Linked DNA regions of Mus musculus: all the other regions are linked to region 4. Evidence: chromatin contacts called from public HiChIP or PLAC-seq, capture Hi-C and promoter capture Hi-C data. All regions are on one chromosome and are shown on one strand. The core of a region is the stretch at or near the end of the contact, and the rest is flanking DNA. Distances in the headings are between cores, read along the strand shown.

Evidence for each region. Promoter capture Hi-C pulls out the DNA fragments that hold promoters and counts their contacts. HiChIP or PLAC-seq counts read pairs in DNA pulled down with a chosen protein or histone mark. Capture Hi-C pulls out chosen DNA fragments and counts their contacts.
Region 1: a capture Hi-C map of macrophages shows a contact between it and region 4, with 2.3 times the contacts expected there. The contact joins the promoter of Fam131c here to the promoter of Necap2 in region 4. A contact is called at or near these places in 1 of 39 promoter capture datasets (hippocampal neurons), 1 of 115 datasets of contacts at active chromatin or transcription factors (large pre-B cells) and 1 of 9 other capture datasets (macrophages).
Region 2: a promoter capture Hi-C map of adipose tissue shows a contact between it and region 4. The contact joins the promoter of Padi3 here to the promoter of Necap2 in region 4. A contact is called at or near these places in 4 of 39 promoter capture datasets (cranial neural crest, liver, pre-B cells and 1 more), 2 of 484 Hi-C or Micro-C datasets (the G1E-ER4 cell line and palatal mesenchyme), 7 of 115 datasets of contacts at active chromatin or transcription factors (bone marrow-derived macrophages, effector CD8 T cells, large pre-B cells and 4 more) and 4 of 9 other capture datasets (adipose tissue, liver, macrophages and 1 more).
Region 3: a promoter capture Hi-C map of pre-B cells shows a contact between it and region 4. The contact joins the promoter of Padi4 here to the promoter of Necap2 in region 4. A contact is called at or near these places in 4 of 39 promoter capture datasets (HPC-7-derived erythroid cells, cranial neural crest, embryonic stem cells and 1 more), 3 of 15 datasets of contacts at CTCF or cohesin (embryonic stem cells, large pre-B cells and pro-B cells), 5 of 484 Hi-C or Micro-C datasets (embryonic stem cells, palatal mesenchyme and pro-B cells), 15 of 115 datasets of contacts at active chromatin or transcription factors (bone marrow-derived macrophages, embryonic midbrain, embryonic stem cells and 5 more) and 3 of 9 other capture datasets (adipose tissue, embryonic stem cells and liver).
Region 5: a contact with region 4 is called in an HNF4G HiChIP or PLAC-seq map of pancreatic cancer cells. The contact joins the enhancer-like site here to the promoter of Necap2 in region 4. A contact is called at or near these places in 1 of 39 promoter capture datasets (hippocampal neurons), 4 of 484 Hi-C or Micro-C datasets (CD4 T cells, the G1E-ER4 cell line, muscle stem cells and 1 more) and 2 of 115 datasets of contacts at active chromatin or transcription factors (microglia and pancreatic cancer cells).

The regions. Positions count from the first base shown.
Region 1 is chr4:141,366,722-141,370,168 of GRCm38.p6, reverse strand. Fam131c (family with sequence similarity 131, member C) reads right to left here and starts at 1,977. Exons shown (of 7, transcript NM_001085513.2): 1 at 1,845-1,977. The coding sequence starts at 1,866.
Region 2 is chr4:140,808,919-140,812,412 of GRCm38.p6, reverse strand. Padi3 (peptidyl arginine deiminase, type III) reads left to right here and starts at 1,765. Exons shown (of 16, transcript NM_011060.4): 1 at 1,765-1,897. The coding sequence starts at 1,806. Gm13032 (predicted gene 13032) reads right to left here and starts at 1,420. Exons shown (of 3, transcript NR_045944.1): 1 at 1,310-1,420.
Region 3 is chr4:140,772,802-140,776,214 of GRCm38.p6, reverse strand. Padi4 (peptidyl arginine deiminase, type IV) reads left to right here and starts at 2,012. Exons shown (of 16, transcript NM_011061.2): 1 at 2,012-2,126. The coding sequence starts at 2,035.
Region 4 is chr4:141,076,616-141,079,780 of GRCm38.p6, reverse strand. It overlaps Necap2 (NECAP endocytosis associated 2), which reads left to right and starts at 1,424. Exons shown (of 8, transcript NM_025383.4): 1 at 1,424-1,568. The coding sequence starts at 1,477.
Region 5 is chr4:141,557,865-141,561,259 of GRCm38.p6, reverse strand. No RefSeq gene overlaps it. Among named protein-coding and RNA genes, the nearest start is that of B330016D10Rik, 13 kb to the right of the region's middle. Within about 2 kb of position 1,694, at least 391 of the 459 cell types and tissues checked have an H3K27ac peak or open chromatin away from gene starts, as enhancers often do. A contact at or near this core is called in the G1E-ER4 cell line, hippocampal neurons, microglia and 3 more, where this site is marked.

The DNA.
Region 1 (3,447 bases), core at 728-3,227, 290 kb before region 4:
TCACTGCTGTCTGGCCTCTATACTGTTCTGGGTGGCTCCTGTGCTCACGGGCCAGTGCACTCCGGCATGGGTTGGCCAAGGGGTGGAGAAGGGACCTGGTCACTAAGGAAAAAATATCCAGATACCTCACACCCACAACTGCCTTCATGGAAGGCCATCCATGAGTCGTTGGGGCTTCTGGGGACAGCTCAGACTCTGAGAGTAGACCTAAAAGACCCTTCAGGGCTTTCCACTCTGAGAACTGTCCCATTGGCCAGATGCCAGGCTGGGTTCCTCAGGTCTCAACAGACCAGGAGCCATACTGGATTTTCCCAGCTGCTTCTAACGTGGTGCCTGACACTCAGGAAGTACCTCGTCACCCCCAATCAACTTGAACCAACTTCATACAGCCTGACCATGCTCCTCCTGTCCCTCCTGCTGTCACCTTCCGGGGACCCCCTGAGTCACTTCCCTCAACACTCCCCCGGGAACCTGAGGAAGCCCTCAAAGTCCAGAGAATGGGAGAGGGCTGCTTCCAACATTCCAACACCCCCTCCTGGGGTGTCCCCAGGGGGCCTGCCAGCCCACTCTAAGGCCATTTTACCTTTCTCTGTCTGGGTAAATTACCAGTGACCAATACAATGTCAGTCTTGCAAGACCTTGGGGCTGAGGTGAGTAGACTTGACCTCTGTACACTCTCACTCCTGGCCCCGCCCCCTGCTCCCACAGTGGGTAAGACTCCCAAGTGGGACAATGGCCCAACCTCTTTTTTTTTTTTTTTTTTTTTTTTGGTTTTTTGAGACAGGGTTTCTCTGTATAGCCCTGGCTGTCTTGGAACTCACTTTGTAGACCAGGCTGACCTCGAACTTAGAAATCCACCTGCCACTGCCTCCCAAGTGCTGGGATTAAAGGCGTGCACCACCACTCCCGGCATGACCCAACCTCTTTTGAGGTGTTTGCTTTTTTTTTGACACAGGCTCTCATGTAGCCCAGGTTGGCCTCAAATTCTCTATGCTGTGGATGCTGGCCTTGAGCTCTTGATCTTCCACTTTCTGAGTGCAGGCATGTCCCCATACTCCGCAACCTCTCCTAAAATATTACTCCAAATACAAATATTCCCTCCCCACAGCATCTATGAAAGATCCTATGCACACACACACACACCCATTTACAGACAGTGCTCTCCCCAAACCCCACAGATGAGGGACAGTCACTCCAGTTCTCTGGAATCACCTTGGAATGGCCAAGGTGCCAGGTGAGAGACAAAGGCCCAGGGGTTACTGGGAGCATCAGCTGTCCTCTGTCCTCTCCTGTCCCCTGAGCAGGGGTGGGGGTGGGGATGGAGTTAGGGATGAGGGTGGGGAAGAGGGAGCCTTGATAACCTGTTCATCCCTACTGACCCCTTCCTGCGTGGGGTGGGGGTAGGGTTCTGGGGCTAAAGACACAGGCACCCTGAGAGGAGAAATGGGATCCTGGCTTAAAAAGGCCTGCCGGCATCTTGAGCGGGAGCGAGGTCTTCCTGGAGCTCAGTGGCCCATAAGAGGACCAGAAAAAATAGGAAGGCTCCCTCCCCTCTCAGGCACACTGCAGGAGGCGTGTAGCTGCGGGGAAGAAAGCATGGCACCGGACCTTGCTTCATGCCACCTGCCGGGTGCCGAGTGGGGCGTGGGGTGCGGAGACCTCCGTCCCCTCTGCGCGCTGCTCGCCCCCCTCCCGAGCTCTGTCCCCGTGGGGCGCACCGTGTCCTCTGGGGCGCGGCTGATCCATGAAGGGCGGACACCCACCCTGGCTTCCCTGAGCGGAGCGCTGGTGCCCCCCCCCCCGCCCCCCGCTTCTCGCTGCGTCCCGGGCCGCCCTGTCCTCACCTCGCGACACACAGGATCCCATCACGGGGCGGCGGGGCTGGGCCACTGCGCCTGGGGTGCGGTGGGCGGCCGCGCGCTCATGTCTCCGTGGGCCGGGGCTGCGCGGCTCGCCCTCCTCTCGCTCCTAGTCCCCGCTGCCGCGTCCGGATCGCCTCGCGCCGCGCCCGCAGCTGCCAAGGCCGGGCGACACCGCGGCGGGCGGGGACCCGGGGAGCGCGGAGGGGGCGGGGCTGGGGTGCGCCCCGCCCCCTCTGTGCCAGTGTACCTGTTGTCGCTAACCAAAGTAAGGCAAACCAAAGTAACAGGACTCGGCCCTGTAAGGAAGACTTCTAGTTTCAAATCTGAGTAGCGCCTGCTTTCTGGAGCTCAAGGTCAGGGGAAAGGGCTGGGAAGGGGAATTCTGCAAAGATGAGCCTCATCCCACTGTGCACAATGAGCAAGATCGAGCTTTGTTTTGTTTTATTTTATTTTGTTTTATTTTATTTTATTGGCTTTTCGAGACAGGATTTCTCTGAATAGCCCTGGCTGTCCTGGAACTCAGTTTGTAGACCAGGCTGGCCTCGAGCTCAGAAGTATGCGTGCCTCTGCCTCCCAAGTGCTGGGATTAAAGGCGTGCACCACCACTGTCTGGCCCTGAGCTTTATTTTTAGTGTGTGTGTGAGAGAGAGAGAGAGGGATCAAAGTACACTTGGGGTGGCGGGTGGGGGGGGACGGGACTCTATTCTTTCTTTCCACTATGTGGGTCTCAGGGATCAAACTTGGTAACCAGACTTCCTGGTAAGTACCTTTAACCTGCCGAGCCATCTCGCCAGCCTCCAGGTCAGGGGTTTTTGATAGTCACCTGCTTATGGGAGGATGCTGGTCCAGGGAGGGAGTTCTGAGGGAGGACCAAGACACTGCATTAGTGGCCTCCTGGCTAGATAAGCGGTCTCATGCAAGAAGGTAGGCTACCTCCCAGGGCTCCTCTGGAGCAAGGAAGTATAGGCAAACCCTACCTAGGAACTTCTGTCATGGAATAGTGGAGGCTAATTGCTGGCACTTGTATGGCTGTTAGCGTGTGTGTGTGTGTGTGTGTGTGTGTGTGTGTGTGTGTGTGTGTGTGTTCCTCTTCTCACACATATGCACTGTGTGCATTCACATGCACTCATTTAGGATCCTGGAGAGAGTGGTCAGATGTGCTGTGACAAACCTTGCCAGGCCTGAAGCACCCTGTATCTGAGGTAAATGTCACCTCACCCCATCCTTGGACATTCCTGTTTCCAGACAGAGGAGTCAATGGGTCTGTTTACCAGCCCTGTATCACTAGAGACAGCCCTGGGGGATGAATATGGCTTAGAGCAAGGGTTTGAAGACCCTGTGCAGAGCAGAAGCCAGGCCTGCTGGGGCTGCCCAGGGCTGGGGACTCGAGCTATTGAGTAAAGTCAGAGTGGAGGTGGCCCCATGCTGTCTCTGGTGCTTTAAGACCTAGGTGTAAATGGAGACCTGGCTCATATAGACAGTGTTACTTAAACCCACAACTGAATCTGAAAGGAAAACACATGAATATCACTGCTCCATACACAACACAGGACAACAGGGGGCATGCATCACAGATAGCCCCGAG
Region 2 (3,494 bases), core at 516-3,015, 270 kb after region 4:
TCCACCCATCCCCCACAGTCAGGGAGGATGTCTGGAACTTTATCAAGCGTGCTGGTTCTTATCTAACACTGACGCCATTTGCTGGAAACCAGATGCCCTGGGTTCGGGTTGCTTTGGAGAATGCCCTTTCCATACCCTGGGCCACCGCAGAGGGGACAGTCATAGGCTCCAAATGTCAGCCTCCGACTGGTGCAAATGGAGGACCCTAGGAAGTGAGTGGGTTCTGGTCCCTGCCCTGCCCTGGGGGGGCAGCAGCTGGGAGGAGGGACTCTACTCAGCACTTCTGAGCCTCCACAGCCATTATCTCTGCCCGAGCGGGTGACTGGCCACATTTTCTAGACCTGAGGAAACAAGCCCCAGGAGAAGAGATGGAATCCCGTCAGTACGTGGTGCAGCCGATCAAACCCGACTCCCCTGCCCAGAGTCCTTGTTCTTGCAGATACCTCTTGCCTCAGTTTCCCCATCTACAAGAGGGCAACCTACGCTGATATTCTTGGTCCTGATGACATTGGTCACTGTTGTATCATTTACCCCCTTGGGAGGGTTTGACCTCCAACATCAGCCTTAGGAAAGTGAGCCCATATCCACGTTACAACTGCCCAGCTGTGATCCCCTCAGCCAGGGCTCAATTGGTGGTGGTGGTGGGCTGAAGTAAGGTGTGTGTGTGTGTGTGTGTGTGTGTGTGAAGTGCCACCAGGAAGACCCTGAGGTAGGAGGAAGCTCACTCTCTCTCTAGTCTTACAACCCAAGCTTTTAATTAAGAAAGGCGGGCAGAGGTCCAAGAAGGTGGCCCAGTGGGTAAAGGTGCTAGCCACCAAGCCTGACGACTTGGAATGGACCTGGTAGGAGGAAACAAGTCCTCCAGCCTCTGCACAGGTGCCACGGCACAGGTGGGCACCACCTCTCCCAGAAATGTAAAAATCAGACCGATCTAGAAATACATATAGATGGGGAGGGGGGCGAAGCTGGGGATGTGGCTCGGTTGGTAGAGCCTAGCACACACAATGCTCTAGGTGTGATTTCCAACACCAGATAAAATGGAGTAGAGTGGTGCAGATCTGTAATCCCAGCGCTTGGGAGGCAGAAGGATCTGAGGTTTAAGACTGTTGTTAACCTCATAGTGAGTTTGGAGTATTTGAGACTCAGAGAGAGAGAGAGAGAGAGAGAGAGAGAGAATAAAAAGAGAGGAAGATGGGTGGAGAGAAGGGGGAGGGGAAGAGGCAGGGGGAAGGGGAAGAACGGGGGGGAGGGGGGAGGGGAGGAAGAGGGAAAGGGGGAGGGAGAGGGGGAGGAGCGAGGCAAGACCAACATTTCTCATAGGTTTGCATGAAGCATCCAGGGGCCACCTGCACTTCCGGTTGCCTGCACCAGGGTGAAGTGGGGCCTTGCATCCTGCATCCTCAGCGGCCCTTCCAGCAGTGTAAACAGAGGCAAGAGGACAGAGACAGGCCAGGACAAAGCCCTGGGTTCCCCTGCGTGTCCTCCCCCTCCCCCTCCCCCTAACCACCCCAGATGTGCTGGCCAAGCACCTGTGGGGACTTGTTTTCTCTCTAGGTAGAAATTAACTCCTTGGGTGCCCTGGGGTGGGAGCCCCAGGTTCATATGCAAATATCAGAACCCTTCCGGCCAGTCCTGAAGAGAGGATTGGCTCTTTGGCCTCTGAGAAGAGGCTGGGCTTCTAGAGCTAGAGCCAATAAGCTTGCGCCCTGAGCTGGAGGGGCGGAGCTGGGTACTTTAAAGGCACATCCTGGGGGACCTCTGGCTAGTGCTGGGTTTGGTGGCCAAAGCCCCCATCCTAGGCCGGCATGTCTCTACAGAGGATTGTGCGTGTGTCTCTGGAGCACCCCACCAGCGCTGTGTGTGTGGCAGGGGTTGAGACCATCGTGGACATTTATGGGTAAGAGTTGGTTCTGGAGGGTCTGGGGTTCGTCGTGTGGAGTCCGTGGGCCTTCACGGCTAGGAGCTGTGTTCCTCAGGGCACAGGCTGGGCCTACGGTGCCTCATCTGTAGTCTTAACCTGGGAACCTCTGCCCACTGTGGGAAGCGTGGGTCCTTCCTGCAGTCAGCCCCGTTCCCAGCAGGGTTTTTGAACCTGAGGATCCAGGCAGAGCTGAGCTCCGTACATTGGACTTAGACAGTTCTGGGGCCATGGGCTCATTTCTCGGTTTAAGGGTCCTTAGAAGAGACTGGTCACAAGAAAGGGAAGGGACCTGAACTCTCATCCTCCAACCCCTTATGAGCACAGGGAGAATCAAGTCATTTCTTAAAAGGCCACATCTACTCACGGACCTAGCACTTAAGGTGCCAAGCTCTGTCCCCAGAGCTGGTCACAGTTTCTCAGACTCCACCCTGACAAGAGCCCTGACGTTAACACTATCTCAGGTGATGTTCACAAAGTACCAGTGGTGGCACAGAGAGGTTGAGCCATTAGCCCATGTCACCTGGAGGCAAAGCTGAGCTTTGAGCCCACTGTAGACTTACTAAGGACTTCGTGTCTAGCTGCCCAGCCCCTGGAGCCCCAGGGCTTCAGATCCACGGTCACTCATCACCTATGCGCTGTGGCTGCTGTGGGCCAGGGTGGCTTGGCTAGGGGTTTTGTAGGACCGGGGCTGGTTTCTTAGGCTTTTGAGTCCCAGCTCTGAGACTGAGCTGAGGAGATTCCAAGGATGCAGGGATCAGGGTGTCACCTCTCAGACCTTCCTGCCCCCATCTTGGATGTGGCTTCAGCACTGGGCCACCAGAAGTCCCTGCGGGACTGTGCCACTCACTGTAACACTGTGAGAATCATCTTTGGTCTTCATTTGCCAGGGGCCGACAGTGCTCCCAACCCTGCTGGGCCAGCCAAAACTCAGACGTTGTCAGGTATGCCCCAGGGGCCAAAGTTTCACACCCTTTGAGAACAAACATCCAGAAGTAAGAGTTTCAAGTGTGGAGTGAAATCGGTTGGGGTCTGAGGTAGGGAGGGAAGGAGTGAGCTGCCAGTCACAGGAGATAACCAAGTCCGAGATAAGCTGCATGCCAGGAGCTAGCTCCTGGCTGCGGGTAGGTGGACTGTGAGATATGCAGAGGGGAGTCTCTGTAGCTTTAGCTTCCAAAGATTCGGGCAGGACAGGAAGTGGGATGGATGCTGCCTGGCGCCACAGCCTGCTCCAGGGCTGCGTGCCCATAGGGGTGACTCACTGCCCAGCTGCCTTGTGCCCATTGGGTAGATATATCTCCGGTTTGACTTGTCCAGGGAGCTGGGGATAGCTTCTCCTCCCCCTCCCTCTCCTGCTCCTCTCAGAGGTGCCTTCGAGGGTGGAGGATGGGCTGGGTGGGAGGCAAGCCGCTGGGCTGGGGGTAACTTGAGTGACTAGGGCCATGATGGGGATTCACCAAGAAGACTGGGGATGGGGCAGTCATGGGTGGTGGCAGGGCTTTGGTGTTTTCTAGGATTTCTGCACATAGTGATGGCCAATCCCCCTGGGAAATAGAGTATCACACTCACGGGGCAT
Region 3 (3,413 bases), core at 763-3,262, 300 kb after region 4:
TACAGTTCTCAACTGCGTGGGTAAGTCTGGGGTGACGGCTCAGTCAGTGAAGTGCTTGCCTTGCAAGCCGGAGGATCTGCATTTGGCTCCCCGACACCCACTTAAAAAGGCAGGTGCAGTGGCGGGACCTGTGAGTCAGAGACAAGCGATTTGTAGAGTCAGCAAGTCCAGCCAATCAGGGTTCAGTAAGAGACCCTGTCTCAAAACATCAAATAACTCTCAACGGAGGAAGATGTTCAACACTGTGCCATGGCTTCTCTGTGCTCTCACGAGGGCTCATGCACACTCACACAGATGTGCACATGTGTGTCACACATATGTAAGGCCCTGCGGGGTGGAGGCCCACACTTGAATCCCAGCGCTGAGGAAGCAGAAACACATTCTTCTGGGACTCACTGGAAGCCAGCAGAGTGGACTTCGTGGGTTGCGGCCAATGAGAGATCCTGTCTCAAAACTCAGGGGCCGGGCGGTGGTGGCGCACACCTTTAATCCCAGCACTTGGGAGGCAGAGGCAGGCGGATTTCTGAGTTCAAGGCCAGCCTGGTCTACAGAGTGAGTTCTAGGACAGCCAGGGCTATACAGAGAAACCCTGTCTTGAAAAAAACAAAAAATAAAAATAAAAAAAAATCAGGCTGGGGACCAGGGAGATGATATTTGCCAGAAAGCTTGGTGACCTGGGGTTCAATGCCCAGGACTCACATGGTGGAGGGACAGGAGGGACAAAACAGACTCCTACCATGTCTTTATACTATGGCTGGTGGCCTGGCTCCTGTACCAAACCCCCTGAGGACAGAAAGGGACCCTGGTCCTAACTCCTATTTAGGGATCACGGGACCCAGGAGCCTTTTTTTGGCCTCTCAGACCCCCAGTAGCCTCCTGTCCAGCACACACATGTGCTGAGCTCTGGGGACGCTGGCCAGGAGGCCATGGGCTCAGGTCTACCGAATCCTGCGGCCTTTGATGTGGAGCCAAAGGAGACCCTACAGCCCCCCAAACACCCTGTGCTCTCGGCAGCCTCCGAGACAGACACACCCTCTCTGGGTGCTCCCTGTTAGGACTTGTCATCCCCACCCCCAGTTCACCCCATGAGCAGACAGCCCTGGCACCAGGTGCAGAGCCCTCATGAGTGCCCTCAGGGCGGGCGCGGCCCACACCCGCACCATCTGGTCTTCTGGGGGAGGTCCTGTAGAGGCAGATACCCAGGGTATGCAGCAAACCTCACCTCTAGGTTGGGTAACATGGTTTCCCCTCCCAGCCGTGCCCATGGCCCCCACTACTTTTTCCTCTCTGTGCTTCAGCTTTCCCTTCTATAAAATGGGCTGGCAGTCAACTGCCCTCGGATGCTTGGTGTTACAGTGAGAAGCCTTTGTCTTAAGGTTTGAAAAGACCACGTCACCAGGACAGACTGCTAATAAAGGCCCTACCCTGTGGCCAGCTTCTGTTCAAATCCTTACTGGCTGCAGAGCCTCCTCTACCCTGGGCCTCAGTTTCTTCATCTGGAAAGTGGGTGTGATGATGTGAGCTGACCTCAGAGATGCTTCAAGGATGAAGTGGGGGAAGGGACTGCAACAGCTTGAGTTTCACAGACTGTCCTGGGAGCATTTCAGCGGAGAGCAAGTCCCGAAGAGAAGAGTGGGGGGTAGGGCGGCGACCTCAGCCACGCCCAGAATAGCCTTCTGTTTAGCCTTCTCCTGCCTTTCTCCCCTTCTTTCCAATGTCTTGTTAAGTGTGCTTGGGCAAGATGTGCAGTCCTGGCCCAGGCAGGGGTGGCTAAGGGCATAGCCTGTGCTCTCCCCTCACAGGCTTCCGAGTGCCCCACTCTTCTGCTGTTGCAGGCTTCACTGTGGACACCCATGGGTGGGTGGGGGGGTCCTGGGTGGCCCAGGGTAGAGGAGGCTGTGCAGCCACTGGGGCACCTGAGTGGAGAGGGGCTGGGCCTCCGGGGCAGGGCAGGTGCTGACTCATGGGCTCGCCTGGCACTATAAAGGAACCAGCCCAGGGGCTTCCTGCTGCCTGCTGACCGAGCGAGCAAGGATGGCCCAAGGCGCGGTGATCCACGTGGCCCCCGAGCAGCCCACTCACGCCGTGTGTGTGGTGGGCACAGCGACCCCGCTGGATGTCCGCGGGTGAGAGGGGCAGAGATCCTGGGCCTGTGGGGGCAGTTTGGGGCAGGCAGGAGCTGGGCGCTGCTGGCCCAGCTCAGGTTCTGGGCAAGAGATCTGCTAGAGAGATAAGCCAGAGGTGTGGGGCCTATCGTGCCAATTAGTTCTCTGTGAGGTATAAATACAACTGCCTGGCACTCAATGCAAGGAATTACAGGGCTGCCTAACAAGGGAGAAACAGTCCCTGCTGTAGGCTGACGGTGGGGAGGGCTTGGGCAGCTGGGCCTGATTTACCTTACCTCATGAAATGACTTTAAGGATTAAGTGTGGCAACTCCAAATGTGTTTGTTAAGCACTCTATGGTGCTGTTTGTTAAGTACTCCATGGTGCTGTTTGTTAAGTACTCTGAGGTGCTGTTTGTTAGGTACTCCACAGTGCTGTTTGTTAGGTATTCCGTGGTGTTGTTTGTTAAATACTCTGAGGTACTGTTTGTTAGGTACTCTGTACAGTACTGGGCAGATCAGATCCCCAACAGTTCATTTGTTGTTCATTTTTTCCATTCCCTTGTACATTCAACAAATATAACCTGAGTACTTACTGAGCACTGTGACCTCTGCCAGGTTCCGGGTCACCTAGGACAATGGAGGAAGCCTCGTGGGTGGAGTCTGATGCAGCCTTTCATGTGGGAATTGCAGCAGCTTCCCCCACAGAGCTGGGCATCGTGACCCAAGTGATGTCCATAAAGGCCTCTGGGAGGTGCCCAGGGTCAGTGGGTCAGTGACTGTCTGACCCCAGCAGCAGGAAAGCACTGGCGGTCTGGGTGGCTCACAGGCCACTGGTGAGAGGCTGAGGACACAAGGAAGGGAAAGCCTGGTATCATCAGAGGCGCCCACTCCCAGAGGACAAGCTGCTTGAAAGTGGGTGCCGAGTAGAGGCCAGAGGCCAGAGCTAGCCCAGCATCCTCGCCAGGATCCCAGGCTAGCTCTCGCCTTAAGTCTAGGTCACAAGTGCTCTTATTGTCTGTAGATGCAGGGGTGTGTGGGAGCCTGCGGAGGCCAGGACAAACTCAGGTGTCATTCCTCAGGCTCTGTGTACCGAGGTCGGCAGCCAGCCTGTGGGAGTCAGCTCTCCTCTCACCATGTGAGCTCCAGGACTCAGGTCGGCAGGCTTGGCAGCAGGCGCCTTTGTCCACCGAGCCATCTTGCTGATCCTGATGGAGGTTTTCAAATGGGGAGATCTGAGCATTTGATCAGACAGGGGTGTTGATGAAAATGTGGGTGTTTGTCCCCCGGGAAGAGCCAAGACTGGGGC
Region 4 (3,165 bases), core at 175-2,674:
ATTCCCATTCAGACCACCACAGTGATGAAAAAATAGTTATAAACCGAGGCATTAGCCCGGCCGTGGTGTCGCACACCTTTAATCCCAGCATTTGGGAGGCAGAGGCGGGCAGATTTCGGAGTTCGAGGCCAGCCTGGTCTACAGAGTGAGTTCCAGGACAGCCAGGACTGCACAGAGAAATCCTGTCTCGAAAAACCAAAAAACTGAGCCAGGCGTGGTGGCACACGCCTTTAATCCCAGCACTCGGGAGGCAGAGGCAGGTGGATTTCTGAGTTTGAGGCCAGCCTGGTCTACAAAATGAGTTCCAGGACAGCCTGGGCTACACAGAGAAACCCTGTCTCAAAAAAAACCAACAAAAACAAAAAACCCAAAAAATCAACAAAACAAAACAAACATCAAACCGAGGCATTTTTCAAACCGTTGGTGGAGACCTCAGGCAGGTGAGTCACCGCAAAGCCGGGAAACATCATTTATGGCCCTTACTTGCTATCTGATGACATTCTTAGCCTTTATTGGTGAAAGCTGGCATTTGTACCTTCCAAAGGATTTACCTAATAGTCACAAGGATCTTAGGTCACATACAGAGGTGGCCAATAAATGGCTATTTAGAGGGTCAAGATAACTCAAAATCAATTCGCCTCCCAATCTGCCTTATTCTAGCTTTTCACAAGTGATCAACCTCGTGGAAGGATTAGGAGGTGTGTCCTCGTTGGAAAAGCTGTGATGGGGGTTTGGTCTTTGAGTTTTCCAAAAGCCCGTATCAGGCCCGGGTCACTGTCGTCCGTGCTCCCCTTCCTCCCGCCCCATCCCTGTGTGCTGTGGCCCTTCCACCCCCACCAGGATCATGACGTACAGCTCTCAGCTGCTTCTCTGGTATCACGCCTGCCTGCATGCCGCCATGCTCTCCCGCATGCTAATCATGGACTAAGCCTCTGAAACTGTAAGCAAGCCCCCAATGAAAGGATTTCTTTTTGTAAGTGTTGCCTTGGTCATAGTGTCTCTTCACAGCAAAGACAACCAGGAACTTTGGTTCACAACTTTGATTTGTACTCCTGTTGCGCTAAGCCACTGGGGCCTTGCGCACATAGTAGGTTATAAAAAGTTGTGGAGCGAGATTCCTCCAGAAGCCTCTGAGAACCTTCTGGGATTGGCGGGGACAAGGACATTCCGTCAGAAGGGCAGGGCTGCAGGGTATCTTGCATATCAGCCACCCTGGTCTAGGGTATAGAGTTTGAACTACAACCAGGTTCGGGATTAGGCTCAGATCAGCGGCATCTCGAGCTTCTCAGGTCCCACAGCAGCAGAGAGCAATCGCTTCACGGTCTGATCTGAGGCGCCCGGCAGAGGGCACTCGGGAGCGATCGGGGGGTCCCCCGGAGCTTCCGCTCTAGACAGAACTTGGTCATAGAGTCGCATCACTTCCGGTCCTGAAGGGGCGGGGAGAAGCCGGAAGTCCCGAGGGCTCGGGCGATAGAGATGGAGGAGAGTGAGTACGAGTCTGTTCTGTGTGTCAAGCCGGAGGTCCACGTCTACCGCATCCCGCCGCGGGCCACCAACCGTGGTTACAGGTGACCGTTCCTGGCTTAATCTTCCCGTCCCCCGCCCCGGCATGCACTGCGGGGGACGAGGACCGGTTGTCGGGTTTAGGGGCGGAAAGGATGGAGCCCTGTGGCTACTTTAATCGGGGCCAGACTTAGGAGGGGTCGCTGGCCCTGAGCCGTCAGCGGGACGCCGGCAACGGTCGCAGCCAGCTCCTGGGGACCCGAGAGCGCAGTGGGTTCCCTCGGCGGGGTCTACGGGTCGTGTCACAGCGCTAACCGACAGTCGTGACGGGATCCCAGAAAACCCTGCCACCCGCGGAAATCCCCGCCGGGAGGGCACGGGAGGGAACCCGGCCATCTGGGGGACCCGTCCCACGAAGCCCAGGGACGCTGTTCCTATCTCCGGCTCTCCTGACCCCAGTTTCACCCCTGATCACAACATACTTGCAGCTGGGAGGATACCGCCGCCCTTGTCTTGAGTGAGCGTCACCTGAGGCAAATAAACTCAAATGCCTGTAAACACACGGAGTGTCTCCGGAAGGGAACCCAGGACTCTAGTCTAGGAGAGGAGACACAAAGTTGGACACCTTCCCTAACTGAAAAAGATGAAAAATACGTGGTGTGTCCTGTGCCCTGTGGTGGGGTGTTGCTACTTAGGCTGGGTGGCTCTCGAAGGCGATGGGTGTCTGAGTTGTTTGGAAACAGGTCGTCGGGTACCACAAATGTGTTGGAGGGCCAACTCCATCTGCCCTTTGCGCTATGTAACACAGGCTCATAACATTTTCTGAATGGGTATCTTAGAACACTTAACTGTGTCGGTGCGATGATTTTAAAATAATATTAAAATGACAAGAATGGAGGTCAGCAAGCTACAGCTGCCTGTGCTTGCTTTTGCGTGTCTGGGTGTGGTGCGGGTGCATGCAGAAGCCACAGGAGTTCCAGCCAGTGTCTTGCTTTTTTCATGTCCGTTGTTCCCTTGAGGTGGCCCCTAACTGAAGCTGGGGTTGGCTGTTTTCATCTAGACTAGGTGTTCAGCAAGCCCAGTGAAACTCCTTTCTCTGCCCCACCCCACACAGTGGAGGGTCTACAGGTAGCTGGAGCCAGACCTGGCTTTTAGGCGCTAGAGATCCAAACTCGGGGCCTCAAGCTTGCTCATCTGCACCGAATCATCTCCACAGCTGTCTCCCTTTCCTTTCTTGTTATCAAACCGGAGATTGGCAGTCTACCCCTATCTGTTGGGTCTTCGTTCAGTAGACTAGGGTTAGCTTCTCTTGATCCTCCGGAGGGTGGGGTCACCAAGTATCCAGCCAGGCTGGTTTGATACAGAGGAAGCTGCCCGCCCTACACTCAACCTTTCGGGCTCTCCTTAGCCTGAATCTAAAGCCCGCGGCGCCAGGAAGAGGAACAGAAACTGAGCCTGCTGCCTTGTTAGCTGAAGATGTACATTCATGTGGATCTGCCACAGCTGCCAGCTAGAGTTCTAGAGAGCTGACAGTGGCTTTGCTTAGAACTTCCCAGAAAAGCCTTCTGAAAGTACCCATGGCATTTGCTGTTCAGGGGTTTCTCTTTGCTTCTGCTGCTGCTGCTGCTGCTGACGACGACACTGTTGCCTTCTAAAGGAGCC
Region 5 (3,395 bases), core at 445-2,944, 480 kb before region 4:
AGGCAAGCAGATCTTGGTGAGTTCTGGGCCAGCCAGAGCTACAAAGTGAGACCCTGCCTAAGGGAGAGAGAGAGAATTCATGTTTAAAATTATGAGTATATATTGCTGGGGTCGGGGGGTGCACACCTTTAATCCCAGCATTGCAGGGACAGAGAAGAGGATCTTTGAGTTCAATGCCAGCCTGGTCTACAAAGCACGTTCCAGTGCACCCAGAGCTGTTACATAGAGAAACCCTGTCCTGGGAAAACAAAACAAAACAAAAGATGTATGTATGTATGTATCTGGGTGAATATGCACCTGAGTGCAGGCCCCCTTGTCCCTTGGAGTTCAGAAAATGGCATCGGAGTTCCTGCAGCTGGTGCCACAAGCAGCTGTGGTAGCATTATAGGAGTGTGTCTTCAAGTCTGGCAGTATCTACATTTTTTTTTCTTAATAACAAAACAAACAAAAAACCCAGCTGGGCAATGGTGGCACAGAGGCCTATAATCCCTGCACTTGAGATGCAGAGACAGGAGGCTCTCAAGAGTTCAAGGCCAGCCTGCTCTACAGAGTGAGTTCTAGGACAGTCAAAGGTTCTATAGAGAGATTCTGTCTCAAAATAAATCAATTAATTAAAAACAAAAACTAACAAACCAAAACACAGACAAAGAAGCAGGGTTGGAGAGACGGCTCAGTGGTTAGGAGTACCTGCTGCTCTTGCAGAGAGGACCCGGGTTCAGTTCCTCTCACCCACCTGGAGGCTCACACCTGTAACTCCAGTTTCAGGGGCTCTTGACAACTTCTTCTGGCCTTTGAGGGCCCTGGGCGTGCACGCGGTGCGCATGCATACATGAAATAAAATAAAATAACAAATCTTAAAAGACAAAACCAGAAAAGAGTGGGGTTGGGTATTGGTGGTTTGTTCCTGAAATCCCAGCTTTTGAGGGTTTGAGGTCAGTGGTCTGCTTCAAGTTTGAGGCTAGCTGGAGATACTGTTGGGTTATACAGGGAGTTCCAGGTCACCCTTGAAAACTCGTCTCAAAACCAAAACCGTAAAGTACAACAAAAGTTTTAGGACAATGACCTCTATGCTACCTGGGTTCTTCCTCCCGCAGGTACACCTGCTACCTCCAGGGGGCAGCACTAGCCAGCCTGAGTCCAAAGTCCACCCTGAATGGCACCAAAAGGGAGTGCGGTGAGAGAGGAGGGGAAAGGAAAAGAAAAGGTCAGAAAGGGGCTGGAAATGCCCGTGAGGACGGCACATGCATCCACGCTAGTATAGATGCAAAGATTTCCTTTTTCTTTTTGACAAGGGAATTCTAGCACAAAAGCCATTTAGCCCGACTAAAGGCAAAGAGGCCGAGGCAGTGGCTGGCATAAGCCAGGCCGGGCTTTCAGAGGCGCCCACAGACACTTTTGTCTGCAGAGTCCCGGGGACGCACAGCGCTGGGTCCAGTAGTTCTCACGGGCGCAAAGGCGACCAGTAAGCAAGTGAGCGGAGCTAGGCTCCTGATCCAGGTCTGTCCTTCCTCTGAGGGCAGAAGAGATGCATTCCAAGATGTCCAATCAGAAAACGGGACTGGCAGGGCTTGCCGCTCCGACCCAGTGAGGTGTTTGTCGAGCATAATCAGAGCTTGCAAAGGCGCTGAGGCCCTTCAGATGGAAAGGTGCCCTGTGCACAAAGCAAGGTGAACTGGGGTTGCTCTGAGGGCAGCCATATTTTGTGGGCGTCGCCGCAGCTGTTATTTGCTGAGGCACGGTGGGGTGGGGGTTGGGGGGGGGGACGACGACGACAAAGTAGGTTAAGATCACGTGGGCACCGCCTTACAACGTGACCCAGAATTGGGCCACAGGAAACCAGTACAGGCAGACTCTCACATCAGGTGGTGGAGAGAAATTTCACAGTAAATAGCCGAGATCCCCAGGGGCTAAATGCTTGGCTTCACCATTGCACAATCGCCTAGAAAAATCTGCTGGGGCCAATTAGAACACGCACCGGGCTTCTGGCTTTACAGGAAGGAGACCCGTCAGCATTACTCAGCAAACCTCTTCCCTCAGCCTGCAATTGGCTTCTGCAGTTTTCTGAGAACTGGGCGTTTGTTCCTAATTAATCCTAAAAGGCCTGGTGCTGGGTAACAGCAGGTAGTCTAATTAAGCATCCCCGCGTTGCCACACTTAGGAAGACATATGGGAACCCCAAAGAGTTCCTAATGTCTCAGTTCCTAAATTTAATCCTAAACTGTTCCCCCGAACCCTCTCATGTGATTTTGGCTAATTGTATAACGTCTTATTCTCCGGTGCTGAAAGGAGGGAACGGGAAAACGGTGCCCTCAGTCGATTCTCCCCTTGCAGGATCGCTCAGGACCCAAGTGTCAGAAGATGAGGAAGCAGCCTGCAGAGTTTAGCAGCTTAGCAATGAAGGACACGAGAATGCACTGACTCTGTGTGTGTGTGTGTGTGTGTGTGTGTGTGTGTGTGTGTGTGCGCGCGCGCGCGCACGCGCATGTGTATAATGTGCATGTGCATGTGTGTGGACATACCTGGGAACCCACAGAGGTCAGAAGAGGAAGTGAGGGATCACTCTGACCTTTTCTCCTTTTTTTAAAGACTCACTGCTGAGCAGCTCATGGTGGCGTTCGCCTTTAATCCCGGCACTAGGGAGGGAGAAGCTGGAGGATCTCTTTGAGTTTGGGGCCAGCCTGTACTACATAGAGAAACTCCATATCACAACAGCAAACCAAAAAAAAGCAAACAAACAAAGAAGTTATATAGCATGTTAACACCCCGTGCCGGCAGTATCGTGTACTCTGGGACTTAATTTCTGATGCGCTCCTGCTTGACTTAAGTGTCTTCTTGACCTTTAACAGTTCTTTTCATAGGGCCATATACCATTCTCTTTCTCTTCGATACGTGCCCGTGGTGCTTGTATGTGTGAACGCCCCATATGAGGGTGTGCACAGGCAGTGGAGGCCCGAGGACGACCTTGACATCATTCTTTAGGAACAGTTGTCCACCTTTAACAAAATCATTATCATGTATGTGCACGTTTGAGCGGCGGTGTGCACATGCCACGGTGTGTGCAAGGTCAGAGGGCAACCAACTCTCAGGACTCAGTTCTCCCACTGTGGGAACTGGGATGAATTAAGCTTCACGATCTGAATTTGACCTCTGGATTGCAGAGGTGTGCGTTGACTTTATCTCATTTGACAGGATAAAAATAAAAACAACTGTGTGATGTAATAGATAATTACAACGCATGGAGTCATTATTGTGCAGACAGGGTCTCATGTAGCCCAGACTGTCCTGAAACTCACTGGAGAATAAAGGCTGGTCTTCAATTCTTTTCCTTTTAAAGATTTATTTATATGTAAGTACATTGTAGCTGTCTTCAGACACCCTAGAAGATGGCATCAGAT